2 separate regions of the Zea mays genome follow, and region 2 is linked to region 1. A link is a contact called in public Hi-C data. All regions are on one chromosome and are shown on one strand. Each heading gives the region's core, a stretch centred on a gene start, on an enhancer-like site or on the middle of the called end of the contact. The rest is flanking DNA. Distances are from core to core; before and after follow the strand shown. Region 1 holds the start of LOC100282269 (kelch motif family protein). Region 2 holds the start of LOC103631778 (alanine--glyoxylate aminotransferase 2 homolog 1, mitochondrial).

Region 1 (6,801 bases), core at 3,165-5,664:
AATAATAATAATAATAATAATAATAACAACAACAACAACAACAATAATACTCCGTGCACTGAGCATTTACCTTGATGCAACGGAGAGAGATAAAAATATTCTACCCGGCTGCTGGATGTGCAGCGTCTAAACCGGCAATCGGGGGGCAGTGTTCTGATTGGAGATTCGGTTGAAAATTATTGAAGAGCCTCATATGTGTATGCTCATGGCAAAAAAAAAAAGGCTCGTTTGATTCTTGCTGGCAATAACCATGACACCAACATGGGGAAATGCTACTCTATACGACTTCGCTCGCCAGTTTCGGAAATTGCCAATCAGCTCATCATGTCGTATAGCACACACAACAACCAAATCTGCTCCAAAACTAATCATTTTTGGACTATTACAAGCAACTCGTAAGTCATAACTGCTGGAGGCGGGAGCAGAGCACAAGAGTGAAGAACATGTCCTGGCAAACAAAACAATCAGCTGCTCAGAGCAAGAAGAAGATACCAGCAGCAGACGGAAAGGCAGAGAGAACGACGGCTGTGCCAAGTCTACGCCAGCGCAGTGGCCGCACGGAACAGACTCGACTCGACACCAGAGCCGCACCGCAGCACAGCAGCGACGTACACGCAAATTATTGCGATCCTATTCCCAACGCAACGCATCCATTCCCCCCTTTTGCCAGACTGGGCATGTCCATCCTGTGCGTGAGGCTGACGCGTAGATAGATGGATGGATGGATAGATAGATAGAAAGACGGGGCACCCGGCTCCACGAGTCAAAGGAACAAGGCTTCACGCAACGCAACACACCAAGAACAATCCGCTGCTAGCTGCTAGGAGCACTTTCTCCACGCACAGCACACTTTTACCGGTCCTATGTAGACGGGGGACTGTGAGTGCAGTCGCTGCCGGATCCGTCGCCCCGCCCCCTCGTTCCAAGCAGCATGCACTAGAAATTTTCGGTCAGAGAGTTTAATAACGCTCGGCAACCTGTTATGGAAAAGGCGCCAGATTTAAGCAAGGCTGTGTTGACCTTCATAAGCGAACGTAAGCAAGCTTCTTAGCAATCGGTGCAGGGCATCACAAGAAGCAAAGCTACCAATCGGTGCAAGGCTAAGCGTCTTAGCATCCAACTCTGCTCGCGACAAAAAAAAAGAGCAAGCTTTGCTTCAGCAAATCACACTTGCTACTAGACCCTAGATAGGCAGCAGGACGGCACGCACTCAGAATGAATGAAAAAATGGGTCACTCGTAATTCTAGTATGTGCAGGAGATCTCGATCTGCGCCATATTTGAACGTCCCGTGTTACTGGCATAAGCCCCCAGAATGAATGAAAAAAAGGCATCTTACTCCCCACAAATGTTCTTTAGTCAGGCAACTGCTTCCCGTCTACAAGTAGCTAGATTAATCCGGAAAGTGTTCATTTGGTAACATAACCATACTTTTATTTTTATACGGCAAGCGCTACCATTTGAATTTACCCATCCCAAAGAAATCTGTATAGCTCACACATCCAAATTCGGACCGTCTCAGAAAAGGAGAACTGCAGAAGAGCACAATCGTAGGAGTTAGCAAGCTCCTGATGAACTCTTTGCATCCACTACTTCAGAATGACATCTAGCATGCGAAATTGCTAAAAACGGAGCGCGCGAAATCAAACAGCTTCATCATGGTTTTCACGGATCATTTTGTGGCACGTTAAGCGATGGTGGGTAACCATTATAAACTATAAACATCAAGAGTAGAACCATAGACTCCAGCTGAAGAAATACAGGCTATTGCAACATGGCTTCAGCACCAGCTTAGTGGCTCATAACATCATGAAAGATATGCACAGTTTGGAACATGCAAGATGAACGGAAAAGAAGTAGTAGCATTTCTTGACAGGTTCCTCATCAATAGATAAAAACCACCTCGAGGTTGTTTCTAGATTATTAATATGACATTTTTTTTGCACAGTCTCGTATCTTTGGAATCACGATCAGCTGATGAAAATGCAAAATGTAGGAATGGATTAGCAGGGAAACAGGAGTATTAGAACGTAATGGTTACATGAGACTGCTGACAATCAGCCGATGTCCAGTTAATTCCGGAACCGCGCAGACGGCAGAAATCGCTATGAAGAAGAATAAGGGCTGAAGCAATTGGACAGGCTGCTGCCTCTGTGCATAGATAGCATCCTTCATAAATACGAGGAAGTCCACTTCACTTGTATCTTTATTCAGTGGACTCAGCAACCCATCACGGCGCAGTTATACACGAAGTTCCCAGATGGCCGCCTGGCAATCAAATTCCACACGGGCGGCCGCTCATCTGGGATCCACGAGTTGAGCTCGATGGTACCACCGGTATAGGTCCTCGGACCTCCGATGACAATCAAGCGGTCACCGCACGCTCGGAAGGCAAGCCCCCACCCATTCATTGACACGGACCGCTCAGGCAGTTTTCCGAGGGTGATCCACCTGTTGTTCTTCTTGTCATACTTCTTGAGATCCTTCTCGCCGTAATCGGCGGCGTAGAGCTCGTTGCTGACAACCGCAATAAGGGGAGGAGCACCGGTCACTCCATTGAGGCCTCCAGACATGTTCTCGATTGTCCTCCAAGAACCCCTCTTCAAGTCGTACTCCTCCCCGCAGGTCAGCACTCTGTTGCTGTTGGCCACACCACCTATCACGTAGAACTTGCCATCCATGAACACCCCAGAACACATCTTCCTCGCCGTGTTCATGCTCGGGAGGGGCGTCCAGGTATGTGTCTCAGAGTCATACATCTCTGCAGAGCTCAGTATGTTGCCGACACAATCAGTGCCTCCGGCGACGAAGGCCTTCCCGCCGACACTCGTTGACCCGAACAGGCACCGCGGAGAGTTCATCGGATCAGCCCTGCTCCATGAGTTGGTCAGGATGCTGTATCGGAAGACGATACGCGCCATCCCGAACACAAGCAGCTCAGTGCCCACCGCAAGCGATTCCTTGTCGGAGCACTTGAAGCATTCATCAGGCGGCATCTTGGGCACTTGGATCCACCGCTCCCGGTATGGGTCGTAGGCATCCCATTCGAGAACGTTGCAGGAGAAGTAGACCCAATGCTCGGCCACCCCGTTCTGGCGCCGCAGCCGGTAGATCTCCCCGCTGCGGACCATGGAGCGGAAGTCCCGGCTGAGGGAGGCCACCGAGCCGTAGTCGGACCGAGATAGCCGGAGGAGGCAATTGAGGGTCAGGTCACGACCGATCGAAGTCATGGGGTTGCTCCCGGTGATCCGCTGCTCTCCGGAACCGGTTGCGTGGCGGTTGGAGCCGTGGCCCTCGCAGATGTCCGGCGTGTGCGGCTGCGGAGATGGCGGCTTGCTGCGCTTGCCGCCGCTGCCAGTTTCGTCCGGGTCTTCGACCTCGACGTCATCTTCCGGCGCCGGGCGCTTGCCGCTGAGGACCGCGTGGGCGAGGTACTCCCACTCCGCCTCCGGCTCGCAGGAGCTCGGCACGGAGCGTGACACAAGGTAGGACTTCCCTTCCAGCATCATGCCTTCTCCCCCAAAAATCTTTCTATTCTTGCTTTATTTGCTCCTCCTAATCTGAGATCGATCCAGGGGAAAAAAAGTTGAAATCTTATCTTGCTTAGCAATATCGTTGTTGCGATCTGCAGGCGACATAATCGAATAGAAAAAAAAATAAGCGGGGATGATATCAACGGGAACAAAGGGATCAAGAACAGGTGAAGACGTGAGATCTGGGGAGCACGAACCTCGTGAATAAAACAGGCACAAAAATCTAATCTTGCAGCGCGAACCCGACCGATCTCACCAAATCTGTGAAGAAGAAAACAAAAAAAAAAAACAAAATCTCTTTCTCAGCTCGGCGATAAGTCGGATGACAGGAATCCGGGCCAGCCAAGCAAGACGCCAAAATAAGGAAAAGGAGGTCACCTTAAACCAAATCCATGGCAGATTGCGGGCACCAAATCTGCGTTCAAAGATCGCGCACTGGAGCCCAATCAGAGGTCCTGGCCGCCACTCCACCCCCGAGAAATCCCCTCCGGTTCCCGGTCCTCCCCTCGCCCCCTACCGATGCGCGAGGATTTATACCTGTAGAGCTAGATAGATGGATAGACGGATGGCTGGCTCTATCTTCTGATGCCACTTGGTTACAACTGCCGCTTCTAATGCTTCTGGCCTCTGCTGCAGCCTCTGCTGTCTCCCTCGACCTCCCTCTCTCGTAGCGTGCTCCTCTGCTCCCCCCTCTCTCTCTTTCTCTCGTGTAGGGCTTGGGGAAATGGGACTCTCCCCTCCTTCACTCCCGCTTTCGCTTGGCAAGTGGTGGCCGGTGGGGAAGGGGCATGGGAACCCTATCGAATTTCTCTCTCCTGCTCTGCCCTGCCCCTCTCTCTCCTCCCTTTCGCTTTTGTGTGCGTCCGTCTGTTTTGGCTCGTCGGAATTGGAAGCCGCGCAGGGCTCAGAAATAGAAAAGGGCAGGAGCGGCCACCGTCCCAGCTCACCTGAGGCTGACGTGGATTACTCTGCCCTTCGCATCTTCTGCTGCGCTCTCGCACTGTACAGCCCCCATCGACTTTACTTACGTTCACCAAAAACAGCCGACCTTTATTTAAAAAAAATGGTCAAATAGAATAACTCCATGAAATCTAGATTCATCAAATTGATGAATATAATAATGATCAGATTAAAACTCTTCAAATGATACTTCACCAACTCTATGAATCTCTTCCCTCTCTCTCTCTCTCTCTCCATGGATCCTCCCTCGACCGATCGCGTCCTCTCCCTCATCCGTCAGAGTCCGTGCCCCGCCACTGCCCTGCCTCTCACGATGGATTTCAGATTCATGCTGCAATGAATTTTAAGATCTAGATTTAATTTTTCGCTCATGACATGAGGTTGTCCCAGTTTTACTCCCTACCCTCGACACAAAATCGGACTGAAAAGGTGGTTGACGACCGGCCGGTTATATATATAACTTGTTCAGGTATTAGCAATGCAAGTTAACAAACAAACACATGCCACGTATCCTTTCAATTTCTTTTCATCGATCGGATGCTGATTGCCAGCCGTAGAACCTTTTTTTTATGTGAACTAGAGTACAGTATTCTGCCACGACGCTGCCACAAATATAAACAAATGCTTCCTATTTGCCGGTCGTTGTCTTCGTTATTCGTCATCGTTGCAGGCTATAGATGGAGGGGAGTGTATATATATACACGTACAACCACCGGCTTAAAGTCAATTCAACCACTATTCCGATTTAAAATGTGTACAGATAATCAGTGCATTGATTATGAGCGTGAAGACATAATGGAGTGGCCCTGCAAAGAATCTTCAATGGCTTCTCTTTTCTAGTTTCTAGGTCAAGTAATCGTTCTCTTTTGCATACTACGCCAGTACGTACGTATGTACGTACATACAACGCCCAGTCGCCCCTATCGTGGCCTCCATACGGAAAAAAAGTGTCCTTAATCACTGTACACATCTGCAACTGAGCACGGATACGGATGTAAAAAAAAGTGCCCTTAATTACTATGCTTTATCTTTTATCTGTATCGGTTCGGTTGCTGGTATTTTTCTCTTCTTATTCTACTTGCATGCGCATGCTGCTCAAGATGAATTTGTTTTTTCAGTGACACGATTGTGTGTGTGAGCCAGGCTGCGGATGCAACCTTCTTTCGCGTTGCATTAGGCGTCTCCTGAAACAATGTGGTGGTGCTGCAGGAGCATAGTACATGTTCCACACCGAATACGTGGCGGCACCAAATCCTTGCACAGATTAAGGGGCGACAATCTTGCGCGGGTGCTCTAACAAGGATTAGTGGGAGTGTCGATTCTCATACCTCAAGCAAATATTGTCGTGTTTCTAACCCTTCTTTACTTTGAGTATATATTTGAACATTCAATACTTGCCTTTACATTATTAGAATTTTTGTGCTAGAATAGAACAGTAGCTAATTTGAACTGTTAGAGCAACTGAAAAAACTTTTGATTTAGAACAACTGAAAATTCCATATTGTATATCTGGTGGTGGGAAAAAATAATACTCATCAAGATGTCAGAAAGGTCGTGGAGGAAAAATATCGCCTGGTGGCAAACAACCGTACATAGCCTAAGGACTGATTTGGTGATCAGTGATCCCGAGTGGATCCATGGGGAGAAATTCCCTTGCAATTTAATTTTGAATAACAAGGGAATTACTACCCCATAGATCCCCTCGGGATCCCTAACCAGCAAATCAGCCCTAAGTTTGTTAACAAAATTGAAGGCATGGAGTGTCATGAAAACAATTTGTCTCTTTTGCCACGCTGCTGGCGACTGTGCCCCGGCGGGCAACAACTATAAAATTGTTGGAGAAGCTATGATAAATATGGCCTTATTATTCTTATCACAAGAAACTTGTTAGATACTCACCTGTTGGTGTGTAGTTAACGGGGAAGGGCCATTAATTATTACTTAATTTCAGCAAGAACCATTAACCGTTGCTTTTCTTTAGCAAGGACAACAATATTGACTATTGATTACTACAAATTTATTTTGGTAGGGACTAAATACATTTTGACTTAGGTGAACAAAAAAGGATTAATTAAACGGTTTAAACAACAACTTGGTGTGAAAGAAGGTTGTGCTGGAAAAACGTTGGCAGTGGAGATCAATCTTAGCTTGGTTAACAAGATTGAAGATATGTGGTGACAAAAGCCATAATCGAAGCCCATGTCCGCACTTCGCCACGACCAAATGCGGCTGTCAATGCTAAAAATGAAGATAGAAAAAAGTTACTATTCATGAATAAGTTACTATTGTTATGTTACAACACGAAACTT
Region 2 (6,801 bases), core at 3,003-5,502, 180 kb before region 1:
ATTATTACGCCCCAATCAAGATGCGAGAATAGGATCTAACTCGATTCCTTGACCGAGCCCGATGATATCAACCTCAACTAGACCTGAGCATGGATCAATTGACCCGACCAACCTGACCTGACCCGCCTAAAAAACCTGATCTAATCCGACCAATGCAATAGGCGGGTACGACCCATAGTTTTTGACACACAGTAACCCACGGGCCTGCCACGGGCCATAAATTTTAACCCAATACCTGTCCCCACAAAAAACCCAACCCAAAGCTAAAAAACCCGACCCAAACAAAAAAATCCAACCTAACACGTTCAACAGGGAGCCATAGCACTTGACCCGACCCGACACTGAACACGGGTCGAGTATAGTGGAAGACAAAGTATGGAAATTCACGGGGGGCCAAAAAGACCGCACGAAAAAAACTAAGCAAGACCGTAAAAAGTTAGTGTCACATAAATTCAAGTTTAGTATTAATACATGATACAAGTTCAAAGAAGAAAACTATATAAACAAGACAAGCAAACATACTATTGAGTTCTTGTCATCGAAATTGAAGTCGTGCATACGTTGGCAAATGTTGATCTCCATGAAGAGCGGGAGTGACGGAAAAGGGACAGTGTCACGCCAAGCTCATCGGTCACCAAGGACGAGTTGCATCATCACGACGAGTAAGATCGAGCCTATCGAGTGAGCCAGCCTCGTGACGACGAGCAGGGCGAGAGCGCTAGGAAAGGAGCGGGGTTGGGCGGCATCACACATTGGGAAGGGAGCGGTAGAGGGAACAGGGCATCAGAGTGAACTAGCTTAGGTATCGTTAGGAAGAATGGGTTGGACAGATAGATACGAGAACTAGACCGTGAAGGAGAACAAATGCCAGGAGAGCTGATCCAATAAGAAGGTCGAGGACAAACCTATTTTAGCCTACCCAAAACTTTATTTTTTCTATCTTTAACATTAGGTATAAAAAGGTTATAAAAAATTGAGTGAGCCATGACTCTTTGGCCTCTCTTTGGATCTGCCTACCAAACAGGAGCCGACTCACCCGACCCGAACCTCGACGAGAGACTCCACACATGGCCGGGCTCATGCAGTTGTCAACTTATCTGGTAATAAATGAAAATGACCGTATGCAGATTGATATCACGCTTGCTCGCTCGCTGTTCTATTTATTAACTGCAGTTCTTCTACAAACAACTCACAAGCTGGGCAAGACGTTCTGTCCCCTTTCATCAATTTATTCGGGGGAGGGGGACTATTAAACTTCACCATAACACCACCAACATACCACCCGGGGAGCATGCCCATTAAATCATCTGCCTTTCAGTTTCATTTCAGGCCATGCATCTTGCGGTTGCAGGAAGTGTTGTTTCCACGCAGACACATTGTCAACTCAGAGCATGTTCCTTCAGAGCCTTGACATTGCGTAGTCCATGGAGTCCACCAAGAAGTCTGTGATAACAGCATTTTTGTTAGTTTGTGCGCGCAATGCGGTAACTTGAAGTTTTTTTTTTCTGGACTTGAGAACTTTTCGAACCTGCATCGTCCTTCGAAAAGCACATCGGTGGTTTTATTCTGAAGACGTTACCATGCAGACCGCCCTTTCCAACTAGTACCCCGAGATCTGTTAACAAGTATTATGAAGCAAAAAACAAAAATGTCATGGCAAGTAGAGATCAATAAATATAAATAATCATGGTCATGGAGCAGGAAAAATGAGAGACGGCACCTCTGAGCTTCTCAAACAGTTCAATGGTTTCTGACTTGGCAGGGGTCTTCTCCTTTCTGTCCGTAACGAGTTCCACCCCAAGCATCAGTCCCCTTCCTCTAACATCACCTATGACTGGCAAGAGCAAGGCCAGGAGTAGCTGACTTAGGAAACATCTTTTTCTCAGAACAAATGGTTAGTGAAAAGGTTGGACAGCAGAAAGAGTAGACGAACAGAATCAAGGTAAGAAATTTTACTTTCGTGCTTCTCCTGAAGCGATTTTAGACGCTCCAACAAGTGAGATCCAACATCAGCACAATGTGCCTGGCGTTTCTCCTTGTCAAGAACCTTAAGCACAGCTAACCCACCAGCAGAACAAACTGGATTTCCACCAAATGTGTTAAATTGGATTTTTTGAGCTAACACACTTGCAATCTCAGGAGTTGTCACAACTGCCCCCAATGGTAGGCCATTGCCAATTCCCTGAAACCAGGGGGAACAAATTGTCACATCAGTATGGAAAGATGTTGCCACAAAAAAAAACAGAAGACATTTCCCCCAGGGTTGATTAGTACATGCTTGCATTTTAGAGTAGGAGATAGACCTTTGCCATGGTGACTATGTCAGGAATGACACCTTGTGTCTGGAATCCCCAGTAATGACTGCCAGTACGGCCAAAACCACTCTGGACTTCATCAGCAATACAAACGCCACCAGCCTTGCGCACAATGTCATAAGCTAACTTTAGGTATCCAGGAGCTAGTTCAACAGCACCTCCCACACCCTACAGCAGAGATGGTGTATCAACAAGATTGCGACAAGGATAAGTTATTTTGAATTGGGTTTATAAACAAAAGATACATATTATTTCAATTAGTTCTAGCATTTTATAAATGGTCTGTTCAAAGTTTATACTTGGAATGTTTCTGCAATGAAGCCTGCAACCCTTCCTGAACTTCCATAAGTTATGTGTTCTTCGACTTCCTTAGCATAAGCTGCAGCATCAGACCCGAAAGTCCCCCGATAAGGATCAGGGTTCATGACATGATGTATTTCACCCTGCAAAAATTCTTATGAGGCTATGATAGATGTAATAAAGAAATGGATACATTTTTGCTGGGTAGAACGGAGATAATTATTGATAACTAAGAATCTACTGCAGCAAACATGTGACTTTGAAAACATAACCAGTCAAATAATTTGATGAAAGCGCAATACACTGTACACATACCTGAGGAATTGGGTATTTCCACGTCTGCATACCAGTCAATCCAATCGTACCGGCACTTCCGCCATGATATGCATTTCTGAGCGCAACCATACTGAGATTCCCACTATACAGCCGGGCCATCAACATTGCCAACTCATTCGCTTCGGTCCCAGAATTCACAAAATACGCAACCTGCAGGATCCAAAAACATAAATGAAATGGTGCGTGTTATGACTGCACCCAGACAGACATTACTTTTACCTTGAGATTGCCAGGCATTTTGGAGGTGAGTGCCTCTGCAAACTCTACAATAGTGTGGTGCAAGTAAATGGTGGTTGTGTGCTGGAGCAACTTGGTCTGCTCCACCACAGCATTCACAATATCCGGATGGCAGTGGCCACACGACACTGTCACGATGCCCCCAAAGCAATCGAGATATCTCTTTCCATGCTCGTCATACAGGTACTGCATCTTCCCCTCCACAATGTTGAGCTGTGAACACAATTGAATAGCAAATTGTTTAGACAGACAGCATGCCAACGTCATTCTGTCACTGTTTCAAGTTTTTATAGAATAAGACTACACGGTGTGGTTGTGCAACAATGATTATTTAGCATGACCAGCTGTCCAGTTTCACCCGAAACATACACGGTGAATCTAAACCACCATATGCAAAACGCATAAAAAAATATTCTCCTAGCAAATTGGTGTCGCGCCAAAGAAGACGCTGCTTTGTGATGAAGGTCAAAAACACATGTTCACTGAACCCCACCTTTTTGGAACACTAATCTTATTTCATCGCACGGATAACAAAGACGAGCAGCGAGTGAGACGGATCTAATTAAGATCAACACTCCGAGGGTATACCGGCTTCTGGTAGTAATGGAAGAGAGACGGGCCGAGCACCGCCTTCCTCTTCTCGAAGATCTCGGCGCCACCCAGCCCGGCATATGGGCGGGGCCGGTAGTCGAACGGCGGCATCTCCGGCGGCGGCCGCGACGGTGCCCGATCAGCCGCCGCCTCGGACGAGACCAGCCGCCGCAGCATCTCCACCGGGCATCGCCGGCGGCTGGTGACGGCGCCACGGCGAAGCAGCGACGCGGCCATGGACGGACAACCAGGAGCGGAATATGAGCTCGCTAGGGCTGGCCGTCTGGTGATTAAACTGAGGAAGGAGAGATAAGGCAATGGAAGAAGGATTAAGCACGCAAGGGTAGGAAGGATTAGTGGCAGTGGGTGGGCAAAGGTCCAGATTCCGATAGGGACGCATCTTGATTCTCCTCGTGGGATCTTTATTTTATCTTCCTGACGTGGTGCGGCGTGTACTCGTCGCTCTGAAATGTGGGCCGACGAATCGGTTGGTGGCTATCTGGTGGGAGTGATGGCGTGTGCGAGTGGAGAGTCGTTTCGTGGGCCGTGACGAGGATATTCCTTAAACAATTTGTTACTCCCAAATTCTGGCTGATTTTAGCTTTTCACGGAAAATAGATTAACTCCCACCATATATGAATATATGATTGGTTGGAGAGTAAACTTGAATGTAATAGCTTTATTCTAGCTTTTTAAGAATGAAACTATTCTAATCCACGTTTGGTAAACGAAACATAATCACTCTATTTTTTTATTTAGTTAAAGAGTAAAGTAGAGTAAAGTTGTTTCGTGTTTTGTTTGGTTGGAGAACCATATGAATGTAGTGGAGAGGAGATTGCTTGCGTCCAGAAAAATGCACGTATCCGATCATTTTGGTGAAGTGAAAGCATTCAAATTATTTATGATAATTTTTCATATGAGACTCCAGAAGTCACTCCGCTCTTTTGTTAGGAATCAATCATACATAAAATAGAATGGAACCGCTCCATTCTTCTCCCGTGCGCAACCAAACGCACTTTATACTCGTGTTGATCAAACTTTCTTGGTTAGATTTATAAGAATACTAATAATATTTATGCCTTCAAATAAGTTTATAATAAAAATGGGTTCAAATATCTACCTAACAGTACTAATTATATACTACAAATATGAATGTTTTTTGTATATATTTGTTCCAAGCTAAAAATAGTCAACTTCTTAAAAAGTAAAAATAAAAAACACAACTATTTAGGATAGGGATAATAGATTTTATTATAAAACATACAGGAGATACAATTAAGATAACTTATAAATTATAAAGTTAAACGGGGGAGTACCTATCTTGATACAGCTCATGGTCCGTGACTATTTTTTCTACTACCTTTTTAGTGCCAAAGCGGTGGAGTGGGGGTTGGAGTCGAGGGAGAGGATGAGGAGGAGAAAATGTGTATGACTAATTATTTTAGTCAGCTTTTTCATGTCCTCTATCCAAGGGATGTGCAGCAGCTGTTGCAGGCTGTCCATCGTCCCTGCGTGATAACAGCTAAGAATGAGGGCCTCGTGCCGATTTTTAATAAGGGCAGTGTTGACGCCTTTTTGGAGGCGCCAATTACTCAAGAGAACCAGCGGCGGTGCTCTCTGCACAGGGGCGGACGGTCCGCGCGCGGGGGCCGGATGGTCCGCGGCCTGGTGCGAGGCGGCGGTGCTTTCTGGTCAGGCGCGGACGGTCCGCGGCACAGGGCCGGACGGTCCGCGACCTGGTGCAGGAGCCCGAGTTCCCTGCCTGACGGCCGGACGGTCCGCGCCCTAGGGCCGGACGGTCCGCGCGTGCGCAGGGGCGGCGGAAGACCGCCGACGGCGCCTGGATCTCACTCCCGGGAGGGACCCCGTCGGGGAGGAGAGATCCTAGGTGGTGTCTAGGCTCGGGCCGGCCGACCTAGACTCCTCTAATCGACGTAGAGTCGAAGAGAGACGAAGAATTGGGGATTGGAAGGCTAAAGCTAAACTAGACTAGAACTACTCCTAGGATAAAATGCGAAATAGAAGTTGTATTGATTCGATTGTTGATGATTACAAATCGGCCGTATACCTCTCTATTTATAGAGGAGGGGGGCTGGACCCTTTACAAACTAATTTCCGAGCTTATCCCATGATTTTAGCTAACAACCGTAGCACAAAACTCGGAACCCTAATCTGTTCTGCGCACGCGCGGACCGTCCGGCCCACAGGCGCGGACCGTCCGGACCGCGGACCGTCCGGCCTCAGGGCCGGACCGTCCGCGCTCAATTTTGGTTCGAACATATGCCCCCCTGCCTTTTGGTGGAGCTGAGCGAACCAAAAGCAACTAACTCGATGTTATCACATCGGTTTTCTTAGGCATCTTGCCACTTACTAGGATGGTACGCAGTGGCCTTGGTCTCGATGGTTGACTCAACGGACGTGATCCCTTTAGATTTGATCGAACTGTCAGTCCCAACATCGCCGAGCGTCATACTGGTCCTGACCCATTCGTCACCTTGCCTTCCTAATTCTCTAAGTGTTCTGGCATAGCTCCGTAGTCGACCAGGTCTTCTCCTTGCAGGTCGTCTTCCTCCATGGGCGTCGGTACGTCGTCGGAGGTGTCTTGGTGTAGTGCGGATGGTTCGGCCTCAGGGGTCGGATGGTCCGCGTCCTGTGCAGATGATCCGGCCTTTATAGCCGGACAGTCTACCATACCTGCAGAGAGATGCACAGTTGTTGTTTTATTTACTATCTTTGTGGCCGTTTGACTTTTCTCAACGGCCTTTGGTCTCCATCTCTTTTGCGGTGGCGGATACTGCGGATGCGTGTCATTGAATATTCTTTCTGCCTTTTTTTCCTGATTCTCCTTTGCTCTGAGGCGCTGTAATTTTCGTTTTTGCGATCGTGTCAATCCCGATGGACACCATCGGGGCATGGAGTATTTTGGATCGGCTATTTTATTGACAGTCGCACTTTCTTTTTTGTTTGTGTTGGCCGATTCACCAAAAATCATCGGCCCTTCGTTATTTTGTTGTACGACGAC

Evidence for each region. A called contact is a pair of places that touch in the nucleus more often than the background predicts.
Region 2: a contact with region 1 is called in a Hi-C map of endosperm, with 2.4 times the contacts expected there. The contact joins the promoter of LOC103631778 here to the promoter of LOC100282269 in region 1. A contact is called at or near these places in 6 of 25 Hi-C or Micro-C datasets (bundle sheath, ear, endosperm and 2 more).

What each region holds. Positions count from the first base shown.
Region 1 is chr1:15,293,089-15,299,889 of Zm-B73-REFERENCE-NAM-5.0, reverse strand. LOC100282269 (kelch motif family protein) reads right to left here and starts at 4,414. Exons shown (of 3, transcript NM_001412099.1): 1 at 3,911-4,414; 2 at 3,730-3,793; 3 at 1,919-3,624. The coding sequence starts at 3,508. The coding sequence ends at 2,219.
Region 2 is chr1:15,474,949-15,481,749 of Zm-B73-REFERENCE-NAM-5.0, reverse strand. It overlaps LOC103631778 (alanine--glyoxylate aminotransferase 2 homolog 1, mitochondrial), which reads right to left and starts at 4,252. Exons shown (of 9, transcript XM_008653260.3): 1 at 3,777-4,252; 2 at 3,171-3,401; 3 at 2,931-3,101; 4 at 2,615-2,758; 5 at 2,304-2,483; 6 at 1,957-2,182; 7 at 1,721-1,834; 8 at 1,529-1,615; 9 at 1,105-1,443. The coding sequence starts at 4,016. The coding sequence ends at 1,400.